Regions from separate parts of the Sus scrofa genome. Here region 1 is linked to region 2. A link is a contact called in public Hi-C data. All regions are on one chromosome and are shown on one strand. Each heading gives the region's core, a stretch centred on a gene start, on an enhancer-like site or on the middle of the called end of the contact. The rest is flanking DNA. Distances are from core to core; before and after follow the strand shown.

Region 1 (7,154 bases), core at 495-2,994, 860 kb before region 2:
ACCTCGGTTCTTTTTCTGGTAGGTACCTTTTTTCCTACTTCCCCTAGGAGGCCTTCACTCCCTCTTTATAGGAGCCTCTCCTCCCGGGGCCACAGGTTACGGAGTCAATCTTGACAGATGTGAACACCCTTGGAGTCACACATTCAAAGCTCCTCCTCTTGCTGATGAAAAACCAAAAGGTCCAGGGAGTGACTATGTCACCGTCTATAAACAGGCAGGTGAAATTTCCTGGTAATTAGCGCCAGAGCCAAAACCAGAATGAAGATCTCAGGACATCTGGTCTGGTGTTTCCTAGTAGAGTCCTGCCTGATGAGTGGCACTTTTTTTTTTTTTATATTGTTAAAATTTATTATTCCTTTTTAAGATATAAATGATTAAGATACATTTTGGGGGGGGGTTTCTGACCCACAAATAAATATTATATCAAAAATTCACTTGGGGAAAAATTTTCCCTAACCCTTAAAGATCATGTTTGAAAAAACATACATTTATTTATTTACTTATTTATTTTATTACTCAATGACTTTATTACATTTCTAGTTGTACAATGATCATCCCAGCATTTCCATCCAACACCCCCAGGGCGTCCCCCTCACCCCCCAACCTGTGTCCTTCGGAGACCAGAACTTTTTCAAAGTCTGTGAGTCAGTATCCGTTCTGCAAAGAAGTTCATTGTGTCCTTTTTTCAGATTCCACGTGTCAGTGAAAGCATTCGATGTTGGTGTCTCATTGTCTGGCTGACTTCACTTAGCATGATCGTTTCTAGGTCCATCCATGTTGCTCCAAATGCCGTCATTGCGGGACTTTTAATTTTTATTTAGTCTGGAGTGTTCTGAGCAGTCTTTAGCAACCGTTTATGGGGCAGTTGTGCTTACCGCTACAACCAAAATCTGCCCTTCCATGAGCTCACTTAAAAGACCTAAGGCTTACTACAAGGCTTAAAAGACAGATTTTGCCCAATGTGTGCTCATTAATACAAAGATGAACCTCAAGATGCCAATAAATTTAAAAACAAGGTAAACTGTATTCACAAAATACAACTCTCCTTTGCGAAACTGGATATCTAAATCTATGGAATCCGAAATGTGCGGCTGGAAGGAAAGTGTCTCACCATATTGTCCATTTATTTCTCTCCCCTGGAGGAAACAGCCCCTACAAGCCCTTAAGCTATAAACCAACAGGCTTCATTAAATTCACGTTGATTGCTCTGACGTCAACAGTCGCCCATCGAGGTTCATTCAGTCCTTGTGTGTAAGAACATCAGTGCTGTCCTGTGTACCCTTAGGGGGCCGTGACACTGGTGCACAGCCTGGGAGCACCTCCAGAAAGCTCATTAAGCCTGGGGACCTGTGGATACTCCTAGCCGAAAGACGTGGACCCAGACTAATACCTCCGATGCCTCATGCATCTTCAGCAATGGCTCTGGATTCTTGCCGGTTCCACCTGGCTTCAGCATCCCTCGTGGCGAGGGAGCAGGTAGGGGTCTGGCCAGGCACATCCACTTGGGCAGCTACAAGGAGGTGTGGTGAGGTTGCCAGGTGAGAGCTGGATCTCCCTGGATCCGTCTGGACGCCTACTGTCTGGCTCCAGCAGCCCCTAAGCCCAGTGGCACCAGGAATCTCTGGTCGCCGCACACTGTGGAGAAATCAAAGAATTCAAGAGCGAGGCCCTGGAATGCCTGGCTGCCTCCCAGCTCTCTCACGAAGTAAATTCCATTGTTGTCTCACCCGGCTTTCCGCACTCTCGGAATCAGCAGTTACTGTACGCCAGCACCTTTCCCCTTCCAAGGAGACCGCTGGGCTAGACCAGGAAGCCCAGAAATCTTAAAACATAAACTCAGAGCCCTCCCCACATTTATCTTCCACACTCGCCCCCGTCTCTGCCGTCAGGGCCTGGGTGCTCCGTGACTCTCTCCATGTGCTGGGCAGTCGCGTGGTCCCTGTTGTTGGGGACTCTTTGAACCCAGCCCAAGCCTGTGTCAGAAAAGGCGGTGATGGATTCCCAGTGCCATCCTGAACTGACTGGGATATCGCACCTTTAAACTGGAGGGCCTGGTAAACAATACAGCATGTACTCAGCTTCATAAACACGCTGCCTTGTTACAAAGGGCAGTGCAAACTCAGTGTGATAGGACTTGACCTTAAAAGCTATAGACAATCTAGCGGAGCACAGACGGTTTCATAAAGTACAATCACTTCCTGGAATTCTTGGGCCAGTGCAGTCGGAGCCGTGCAAATCCTGTTTTCCTTGCATTGTTTCCTGCATGTGAATATCATCAGTCTAGCAGGACTGTAACCATGGCACTTGTAAATAGCTGAGGGGCGACTTCTGATAAAGGCATAACGTTTTAAGAAGGCTTTTTTTTTTTCCTTTTTTTTTTAAAGACAAGCCTGAATCAAACCTTACACATGCCACATGTCAACACAAAGTTGACAAACTGCAGTTTCAAAAATGCACACATTTGGACCCAGATACGTTTTTAAATCCCGAAGGAAACACCACAGATTCCCCACAGTACTGAGAGTAAGGCGAGTTGTTTTTCACTTGTTATGGTGTAAATATACACAGATCCTTTCAGGGTGAGCAGAGATGGACACTGAGCAGGCTTCTAAGTGATTCTTTCCTTACTTATGAGCGTGGCTCCTTTTCTACTGAACAAGTGTGTGAATCTTAATTGTCCGGTCCTTTCATTTTTCTAACCAGTAACAATAAGAAAAAAAGGGATGTTACTTACCCTTTGAAATACTTAGTTTAAAACTTCAGAAATTTGATGGCACTCTTGGGCAATTCTACTTAACTGTGTTTGGTGCTTGACAGGTTCCTATTTACACATTGAGATGGGATAAAAGGGGAGAAAGGCCAAAACAGACCACTTTAATGTACACAGAAAATTCAAAGATATATTTTCCAGGTTTACTATAAATGCCTCCATTTGTAAAATTTGGACCTGCTGATTCCATCTTGATTCTTCAGCCTTGTACAGGACTGAAATGTTGGTGGAGCTGACATTACAGGTTAAAAATTTTAGCAGATTCTGAAACATGATGGATATTGAACAAGTGTTGGCAAGAGTGCTTAAGTTTCTGAAAAAGACTTCCTTAGAGACAGATAACGAAAAGAGGAGCTGGGAGTTCCCTTTGTGGCTCAGCGGTTAACAATCCTAACTAGGATCCGTAAGGCTGCAGGTTCAATCCCTGGCCTCGCTCAATAGATTAAGGATCCCGGGTTGCCCTGAGCTGTGGTGTAGGTTGCAGATGAGGCTCAGATCCCGTGTTGCTGTGGCTGTGGCAGAGGCTGGCAGCTGCGGCTCCAATTCAACCCCTAGCCTGGGAACTTCCATATGCCTCGAGTGCAGCCCTAAAAAGCAAAAATAAAAGAAAAAGAAAGAAAAAGAAAAGAGGAGCTTGTAAGACTCTCAATTATGTGTTCACAGATGCTTAGGTTTGATTGTTTTGTATCTAAATTGTTTCTAAAATAAGACTGGGGACGATAGTTAAGAATATGCTGTTGTATATTTAAAAGTTGTTAAGAGAGTAGACCTTAAAAGTTTTCATCACAAGAAAAAACCTTTTGTAACTATGTGTAGTGATGGATGTTAATTAGATTTATTGTGGGGATGATTTTGCAACATACACAAATATCATCAGTATGTCATACACTGGAAACTAGTTTAATGTTTCATGTCAATTATACCTCACTAGAAAAATCAACACAATTTTAAATTATTTCTGTTTCTAATTTTACATGAAAATCAGTCGTATCTGATCAATATTTTCACATGAGTGTCAAGGATTGGTTTGATGCTTTGGGTAAAAATTAAATCTTTATTTCTCCAACGCCTTATACGCAGTAAGTGCTGAAATTCTTAGGGTGGAAATTAACAAAATATTCCCCAGTTGACTCCTTCATCTTATAAAAAAATCAGCACAAGTATTTTCAGTGAGTTGTTTTGCTCAAGGCATGTCTTAGACTAATGATCTGCTTTCATACCTACGGGATCTCTGACATTGCTCTGGGTTTCAGGTGTATAGAGCCGGTCCATAAGGTCTTTCACAAATTGCTTTTCTAAAGCAGATAAGGCTCAGAAACGCTTGCTTAAAGCCATCCAGCTAACAAGCAGCCGAGTCAGGATCTGAGTCCAGATGTTCCCGGCTTCAAAGTAATTTTATTTAACCCCAACAATGCAATTGCATTGACGACAGACCTCAGACACAAATGTTCTGGGGCATCTGGAGAAATAGGAAAGGGTCAGACAAAACTGATGCACATGGTGGAAAAGGCTGTGAATCAGGACCAGGAAATAAATGGGATGGTTCAGTCATGAAGCCATAGGATTTCAGCTTGACTTTCCTCCTTCCTTGTCCTTCCCATTGTCTAGCTCGTAATGTGGTCACGGTTATGTCAAGTAGCTGAATTCCTGCATACATATTTGTTTTCCTCATGGGAGGCGAGTCATTCTTGGTTGATTTAGAACGAGAAAATAAAATACATGCCAGTTCTTCAAACTTCAGTGCCATAGAGGCAAAAACATGTTTATATTTTTATTTATTTATTTAATGGCCGCACCCCCGGCATATGGTCGTTCCCAGGCTAAGGGGTCGAATTGGAGCTGCGGCTGCCAGCTTACACCACAGCCACAGCAATGCGGGATCAGAGAGGCATCTTTGACCTACACTGCAGCTCATGGCAAAGATGGATCCTTAACCCACTACGTGAGGCCCGGGATCAAACCTGCATCCTCATGGAAACTATGCTGGATGGGGTTCTTAACTTCTTGAGACACAATGAGGACTCCCAAGAACTCTTTTTTTTTAAATGAGCCTGTGAATTCTTTTCCTTTTTTGGGGGTGGGTGGGGCTGCACCCTAGGCATATGGAAGTTCCCAGGCTGGGGGTAGAATTGAAGCTGCAACTGCTGGCCTACACCACAGCCCACAGCAATGCCAGCTCCTTAATCCCCTGAATGAGGTCAGGGATCGAACTCACATCCTCATGAATACTCGTCGGGTTCATTACCACTGAACCACAACGGGAACTCCCCCAAAACGTTTTTATTTTTATTTTCTTTTTGCTTTTTAGGGCCGCACCCATGGCATATGGAGGTTCCTAGGCCAGGGGTCTAATTGGAGCTATAGCTGCCGGCCTACACCACAGCCACGCAACACTGGATCCTTAACCCATTGAGTGAGGCCAGGGATCACTGAACTGCAACCTCATGGTTCCCAATCAGGTTCTTTTCTGCTGTGCCACAACGGGAAATCCCCAAGACTTTTTTTTTTTTTTTTTTTTTTTTTTTTTGCCTTTTCTAGGGCCGCACCTGCGGCATATGGAGGATCCCAGGCTAGGGGTCGAATCCGAGCTGTAGCCACCGGCCTACACCACAGCCATAGCAACTAGGGATCCAAACTGCATCTGCAACCTACACCACAGCTCATGGCAACGCTGGATCCTTAACCCACTGAGCCAGGCTAGGGAGTTCCTCTCGTGGCTCAGTGGTTAATGAATCCGACTAGGAACCACGAGGTTGCGGGTTTGATCCCAAAACATGTTTTTAAATTGAAGTACTAACAGCCTTCTCATACATGAGCTGGTGATCTGAGGCTCCTTCTCAAAGGATCTGACTTCTTTATTATTAGAAGTTCCCCCACCTCATGGACTAGGTAAAGAACCCTTTCCCGGCAGGCTGGGAGACCCACCGTGGCACACCCTGTTGGTAAAAACCGCTGAATGGTGTCCTGTTACCATATTGCCATAATAATGGCACACCAAATTTGGTCCTCTGATAAGCATGAGTAACTTCCTCTGTAGCCAAAGGGAGGCACCTAACATGATTTTGGAGCCAAGCTTGGCTTTATATATTGTATTTACTTTGCAGAATTCACTTACGGACATAGGCAGGGAGATAAAATATCTCCTTTCCATGAGGGTCCCAGGGGGACAGCAGGCGTACAATGTCGCTTCATACCACACAAACAATGCAACACAGAAGACTCCTTCTAGCATAATAAACAACCCACAGTCTACAGTCTCCGTGTTCTTGATATTGACATTGCTTTTGAAAGTTAGATCAAAAAGGTACTTGGGCTTTTTTTTTTTTTTTTTTTTTTTTAACTCGGTGTCTTTCTGAACAGGGCAAAAATTCTGTCCAACTGCTGGGGGAAATAGACCTGAAAATCTGATGATGGAAAGGAATTGTGCTTTCAGCATTTTTGAGAGATTTTTCTCCTTGAGCGCTGCAAGAAAGAATTTTTAAGTTTTAGTCCTAGCCATTGTGTTATATTAATTATAAACTATATCACTTTTCTTTTGGCGATTTCATTATGCCTGGTAGACTAGAGACCAGTTCAACACAGAAAGTAAAACATTTTCAGAGCATCCCCAGCGAGATCTCAGATTTTCACTTTCCATTCACTACTAACACGTAATAAAGTCGATGTGATCTTTTTAATAGGATTTTTAAGAATTTTTTAAAAGAGAAATGGTGACTGACTTTTCTCTTTTAAAAGAAAGCAAGCTTAAACACCAAGAGGACGTGAAGGCTGGATACGAAACATCAAAATGTTTCCAAAAGTCAGCCTTCCTCTTCGTGTCTGTTCCTCTTTTTGACATTTTTGGAAACCTATCATAGACAATTTTCCCTAAAATAATTTGAATATCATTTCATCCAGAAATAGGAAAAGGGTACCCCCACTCCTAAGATTTCACCTGCAACTGTCAACAGAGTTCTGTATGTATAGCCTTGTACCTTTCTAGTTAGGAAAAAAAGAAAGTATTCTTAGAACAGGATCTCTTTACCCTCAGTGCAAACTCATTTACCAAGAGTATGTGCTCTTACTCCTAGAATAAGAGCGAGTAAGGAAAAGGAACTCGGACCTTTGTTTAGCCAACATGCGGATCATCAGGAGTTAGGACATGAACCCACGCGTGACTCGGACACAAATCAAAAGAGCTAAACCTCAAAAGAAGATACAAAGTGCCAAGGGAGGTCCCACTGCAATATCAATAAAGTTATATGCAAACTCAAGGAGTTCCCTCTGTGGCGCAGGGGTAACAAACCCAACTAGTATCCATGAGGATTCGGGTTCTGTCCCTGGGACTCGCTCAGTGGGGGTAAAGATCCAGAGTTGCTGCAAGCTGTGTGGTGTAGGTCGTGGA
Region 2 (6,577 bases), core at 3,347-5,846:
GTTATTTTCCTTGTTTCAAGGTCTTTGATGTTTTGAGAATATCTTTCAGGCCAAAAGCAGGAAGTTCTTATAAGATGCAGAAACCTGAAAGACCAGGAGTGAGTGGTAGAAAGTAGAGGCATCCCTGGAAAGGTGGAAGTAAAAGATGGGTTCTGTTTGTTTTTAGCCTGTTTCCCTCAGGATCGACTCCTCCCATATGGAGCTTCCTGTTAGCACCATACTCTCCCCAGAGTTTTTGGAACTGAGGAAAGATCCTATGATCTATCCTGGGCACACCAAAGTTTTACAGGCAGAAAGAAAAAGGCCATAGAGGCTGAGATAGAGATGAAGGTATTTGCTGAATACCTTCAAAGAACGGAATCAGAACAAGAATCTCCAGCTCAGCTCAGCAGAGCCAAGGAGAGTGCTCTGATTTAAAAGAAGCCTTTTGGTTTTTTCTTTGTTTGTTTGTTTGTTTTGGCTTTGCCTGAAGCATGCAGAAGTTCCAGACCAGGGATTGAACCCGTGCCACAGCAGTGACAATGCTGAATCCTTACCTGCTAGACCCCCAGGGAGCTCCCCAAAGACTTTCTTTAAATTCAAGTACAGTTGATTTACAATACTATGTTCATTTCAGGTGTACAGCAAAGTGATTCGGTTTTTTTTTCAGATTATATTTCATTATGGGCTATTACAGGATATTGAGTACAGTTCCCTTTGCTATGTAGTAAATCTTTGTTGCTTATCTAGTTTATGTTTAGTAGTTTGTGTCTGTCAATCCCAGGACTTTTTCATCAGTTCACCTCATTTGAATCCTGAGATGCTGAAGATTGATTTACACTGGGGATTCTGTGAAGAAATAACCTAATGGTTGTATTTGGTAATTTGCAAATAAGCCACTTAGTTGGCATTTTGTTGCTGCTGGGGAAGGAGCTCCTGCTATTCCCCTGCCTGTGATAATCAGGTGGCACAGTGAGCCGAGGATTCAAATGTCAGCTCACTGTGGAAACTAAGGGAACTCACTCTCAGGGCTCCTTCACTTACGGGCGTGCCTGGTGGGGAGGCAGCCACCCCCATATCAACATGGAGTGCAGATAGAATCACCCGACTCTGCGCATTTCATGAAAATACTGCAGCTGGTGCCATCTCAGTCTAGAGGTGAAATTCAAAACATGAATATATTATATATGTGTATTATCAGTGTACACGTATACATACAGTTGGTCCTCTGTGTCCTGGAGCTCTGAATCCAGGGATTCAACCAACAGTGGATCCAAAATACTCTGAGAAAAAATCCTAGAAAGTTCCCCAAAGCAAAACTTGAATTTGCTGCATGTGGACAACTATATACATTCCATCTACATTGTATCTACAACTATTTACACAGGATTTACATTGTATTAGTTACTACAAGTAACCTAGAGATGATTTAAAGTATAAGGGAGAATGTGCATAGGTTAGATGCAAATAGTGTGCACTTTTATTTATGAGGGTCTTGAGTATTCTTGGATTTTGGTATGGCTCTATTGTATATGCATTATGCATGCACATGTATTCATATATACATACATTTAAACTTTTTATTTGAAATAATTTCAGTTACAGAAAATTGCTAAAATTACACAGAGAACTCTCATACATTCTTTACCCAGATAATCCAGATTTTAACATTGATCCATATGTGCTTTGCATTCATTCTCTGTCTTTGTGCATATAATTATTAATATAATTTATAAATAGCAGTATAATGTATATAATTAACATTAATATTAATATGAGTCAGTTGCATATAGTATTCCTCTTTACCTCTGAATATACCAGTGTTTGCCTGAGAACAAAGATGCATCTTATATACCCATGGTATAGATATCCCAGCCAGGAAATTTAACATCGTTATGATACTGTTATCTAATCTACAGTTCATAAAGTATGCCTATAATGCATCCCCAAAGTCTTAGTTGCTTTAAACTATTTAATGTTTAAATAAAACAAATAAAAATGTTTTATTCACTCCAGATATCATTCATGAGGCCCTTCCCACCAATTTAAACTAAGAACAAATTATTTGCTCCATAAATTATTTCTCGATCTAGCTATGTTTGCTTATCTCTTAGCACTGAAAGCCTCTATACCTGTTTCTAAATCCAGGAAGAAAGTCTGACAGTCCTGCTGGTATCAAGTTGATTTGAAAGATATTTTAGAGAGTTACTGCCGTGGCTCAGCAGAAACAAACCCTAGTACCCATGAGGACGCAGGTTCGATCCCTGCCCTCACTCAGTAGGTTAAGGATCCGGCGTTGCCGTGAGCTGTGCTGTAGGTTGCAGATGCTGCTTGGATCCCGTGTTGCTGTGGCTGTAGCCAGAAGCTACTGCTCCAATTCGACCCCTAGCCTGGGAACTTCCATGGGCTACATGTGCAGCCCTAAAAGAAAAAGACAAAAAAAAAAAAAGATATTTTATTTTAAATGCAATTAATCAGTAGGAAAATTAAAGAGGTAAAATATAGCCTTTAAAGTTTTAGCAGGATTTGGGCTTCTCGGGCACACAAGAATGAAAATGTGGACTAGAAGTGTTCTTATGGAAATAACTCCAGTCTCCATAAGACCAGGAAATGCACAGTCAACAACCACAGCAGAAGCCCACAGCAAGAGTCACTAACACAAGTACAGAACCATCTGCTCCAAGGTTCTTTCTTCTTAAAGGGAAGGGGAGAGTGAGTATTCCTGTGTGTGTGTGTGTGTGTGTGTGTGCACGTGTGCGTGCTCATTTCATAATAATGTAACACAGATATTGTATCAATACTGCCTACTTACCCTCAGCCACACCGGATCTTACCTCCCCTTCTTCCATGTCTTTGCAAGAGGTGTCTTAGCAGGTCAGGGCTTTTCCCCAACTGTCAATCAATCCCTGGCTCATTCTCTCTGCCCTCCCCCCGCTCCCGCTCCCTCTCTCCCTCTTCCCTCCCTCTGCTCTGGCTTTTCTCCTTCTGACCTGGAGCTTCTCAAGTCTTTTCCTGGGAGCCAAGTCCAGGTACTCCTCACCTGGAACGGGCTGCAGTGGTGGGTGTGCTGTGTGGGGGGAGGTGGAACAGGAGGGTCAGAGACGAGGGACCAAGTGGACCCGTGAGGAAGGAGCTACCACATGAGGAGAAAATGAGGCCTCAGTCCAGAAGCAGAGAGAGCCCGGGTCGACCGGAGGGGGATAAAATTAATTTTGTAAAATCCCAACGTGTAGAGATGGGAGAGAAACAGCATACCAGAGGACATAAATACATTTCTGGCCAGTAATAGCTATTGGCTTAACGTCTTATGGTTTCAAATAAACTCTCACACATAAGAATTTGCTTTACTTCTGTGCAGTGCCTTGAGCCCCAGGCAGTGTCCTGATTAGAGACATTTCAGAGAATACCCATCAGGCTTCCCCTCTCCCAATTAACTTCAAAAAGAAGAAAGGGAGAAGCTACAAAGGGAATTTTAGTTTTCCAGCTCTAGGCAAAAACGGCCGGGTTGGGGTCAGTTGGTTTCACCGCTCTCTGACTGGCTTCTTTGCATGGGAAGTAACTGGGCAGATTGGGTTTCCAGAAGTCCTGATCCCAGAGCCAGTCCAGGTGGCTGCTTCTGGCATTGACGACAGCAGACACGAATGCTAATGAGGAGAATGGAGACACACACGGGCTCAATGGCAACCAAAATAACAACAACTCAAGAAGAAAAAATAAGGTAGCAGCATGGTTCTCTCTGTTGTGGGCAATTAGGGCAGCGTGGGTACAGGGATCCTGCGAGGGGCAAGGGGATGACCAGGCAGCATGCCCGTCAGTGTTGCTGGAAAACTGCAGCTCAGAATGAGCCCCAAGTGCACGGCTTTGTTAAGCACGTCTGCAGCCCATTTTATTCCAACAGCACCGACACTTTACAAGAATTGTACTGGTCAAGCCTCACAACAAATTGAGATAGATTTGAAATCATTTCATACGTGAGGAAACGGAGGTTCCGAGAGATTAGGTAACTTTCTCAAGCTCATAAGTGGCAATAGTAGGTGGGGAGTAGATCGAGGATTCTGACTCAGAAGCTCTTATTCTTTCCCACTAATTCGTGGGAAACAGACACAAGGATGTAAAAGCAGTGACTGTGCCCCGTCACTCACCTGCCACTAATTTCACATAGAAGTGCACTTTTCCTTCTCAGAGAGTTTCAGTGGCTTCCCTCTGCCTTTGGATAAAATTCAAGTCCATGTGTCTGGTTCAGGGCCCTTACATCTAATGTGCATTTGCCTTTCACCGTCTCCCACTTCAGCCTCACCTGTCTGTAACTCACTTCACATGTCCTGACCCCTCACCTGGGTTTCTGTGGTTCTCTCATCTGAACTATCCACATCCATCCTGCTCTTCACCATGAGCCGCCGCTTCTGCCGTTAGAAAGACCCTTCAGGGCTGTCCTCTTGCCAAGTCACCTGACCTTCCCAGCCCCTGGGGGTCTCTTCCTTTGCTGAAATGCTGTGACATGTAGCCTGCACCTTTCACTGGACATTTGCCAAATGCAACCTTGGATTTTTATGTAAGGGTCCCATTGACTGTGACTCACTTCAGCTTAGCCCATAAATAATAGCACATGCCATTCAGGGAGCCTGGGCCCAGGAAGCCTGAGATGGATGTAAGTTAGGAAACTCCTGGCACAGACCTGTCAAGCATGACTTCCTAGGGCTGGGATGGTACTAGAGTCCAGAGGACAAGCAAAGGATGAGGAACCAGAAAGTCAGCGGACATTGGAGGCCAGGAAGGAGTAACACTGGGAAATTGGGATTAAACACTCAGGTAAGGAGTCCCCGTTGTAGCCCAGTGGGTTAAGGACCCATCATTATCTCTGTGAGGATGTGGGTTCAATCCTTGGCCTTGCCCAGTGGGTTAAGGATCTGGCATTGCCACAAGCTGCAGCATAGGTCACAGCTGCAGCTCCCATCTGGTGGTGTAGGCCTGCAGCTGCAGATCCTATTTAACCCCTGACCTGGGAATTTCCACATGCCACAGGTGTGGCTATAAAAAAGAAAAAACAAAACAAAACTCAGGTTAAAACTTAGATAACAAAACCGTGCTTCAGATTGAATGTGGTTGAGCCAGAGATCTTTGGGGCGGGGTCACCAGGTAGAATTTTTTTCTTTTCTTTTTTTTTTTTTTTTTTTTTTTTGTCTTTTTGTCTTTTTAGGGCCGCACCCACAGCATATGGAGGTTCCCAGGCTAAGGGTTGAATTGGAACCGCAGCTGCCAGCCTACACCACAGCCACAGCAATGCAGGATCCATCCGAGCTGCATTTGCGAGCTACACCACAGCTCATGGCAACCCTGAATCCTTAACCCACTGAGCAAGGCCAGGGATCGAACCTGTGTCCTCATGGATGCTGGTCAGATTAATTTCCACTGAGTCACTATGGGAAGGAGCTCCAATAGATAGAATTGTTTTAAAATATGCTTGGAAATAACTTTTCAGAAAGCTGCAAGAATCAGCTAGTGAGATTTCTCTTATGGCAATACACATTTTTTAGAGAGTAGGCTTTGTTTCCTAACTCAAAGCTTTTCAAAGTCTTTGGTATGCTTTTGTGAGTTGTGAATCTTGTAAGACAAGAATATAGAAGGTAAGTTTGGTAAAACTTACCCTGCCAGTGAATTCTTTTTCTCGAGAGCCTCTCCCAACACACTTAATACATGTGACTTACTTTAGTCTGACCCATGTTTCATTGCTGCTTTAAAAGTGATAAGCCTGGGGAATGTTAGAGAGATCGGACTTTAAATTTGTCACTGTGTAAAAAGCCAGGGTTATTGGTAGCTCTGGACACAAGGACGTGCCCAGACTAGATTAGTAACAGCCAAGACAACTGTAGAATCTTTTGAGGTGTACATATAAAACTGGAACCTCACCAAATGATTTGATATATTTATCAAGTTGACAACTGATATTTTCCAATAGTAAAGATACTGAATGGATATAGAAGAAAAACAAATTAATTTTTAGCTTGATTGTCTTCATTTTAGCTAATAGGAAAAGTGACAGCTTTAGTGACAGAACCTATTGGAAGGGTTTATTTTGTTAACTTTGGGGACTGTTCTTTGAAAAAATCTTACTTACTTGATCCCTCTTAATTCTCCATCTACTCTGCCTAAAGCAATCCTTTGACCCTTGACCACCTCTGCCCCCTTCTGGAGATGGCGAGTAAAGACAAAGTTTATATCCGTTTGAGAAAGAAATGCTTTAAAATATAAAGAGGTATTGGCAAAGTGGTACACATTTCAGCATCAGGCAAAAATTCTTTCGGCATTACCTGCCAGTTTATTGTCTCTGCCTCTTGTCCCCTCCAATGGAGGGGTTGACACAGTGGTCTTTATTTGTGGGCACCATTGTAATCCAAATTTCTGTTCAAGCTTTTAATAGTTTCCCCAGTACAGTTTCAGATATCACAAACGGATTCCTGATGTCATGTGTGGATGTGTTTCTACTTGATCCTGATTCTGAGGTTAATCAGCATATGCTGTTCATTTTTTCCATCACAGCCAACAAACCTGCTACTGACATAGTGCAGGCCCCAGCCTACAGATGTAAATCACAGCTTCC

The links. Hi-C and Micro-C count contacts between places; a contact is called where the count stands out from the background.
Region 1: a contact with region 2 is called in a Hi-C map of fetal heart ventricle, with 5 times the contacts expected there. The contact joins two enhancer-like sites. A contact is called at or near these places in 17 of 47 Hi-C or Micro-C datasets (adipose tissue, blood, brain and 10 more) and 1 of 2 datasets of contacts at active chromatin or transcription factors (skeletal muscle).

Annotation. Positions count from the first base shown.
Region 1 is chr7:8,996,026-9,003,179 of Sscrofa11.1, reverse strand. No RefSeq gene overlaps it. Among named protein-coding and RNA genes, the nearest start is that of PHACTR1, 110 kb to the left of the region's middle. Within about 2 kb of position 1,744, at least 10 of the 83 cell types and tissues checked have an H3K27ac peak or open chromatin away from gene starts, as enhancers often do.
Region 2 is chr7:8,137,015-8,143,591 of Sscrofa11.1, reverse strand. No RefSeq gene overlaps it. Among named protein-coding and RNA genes, the nearest start is that of MIR7136, 5.0 kb to the right of the region's middle. Within about 2 kb of position 4,596, at least 1 of the 83 cell types and tissues checked has an H3K27ac peak or open chromatin away from gene starts, as enhancers often do.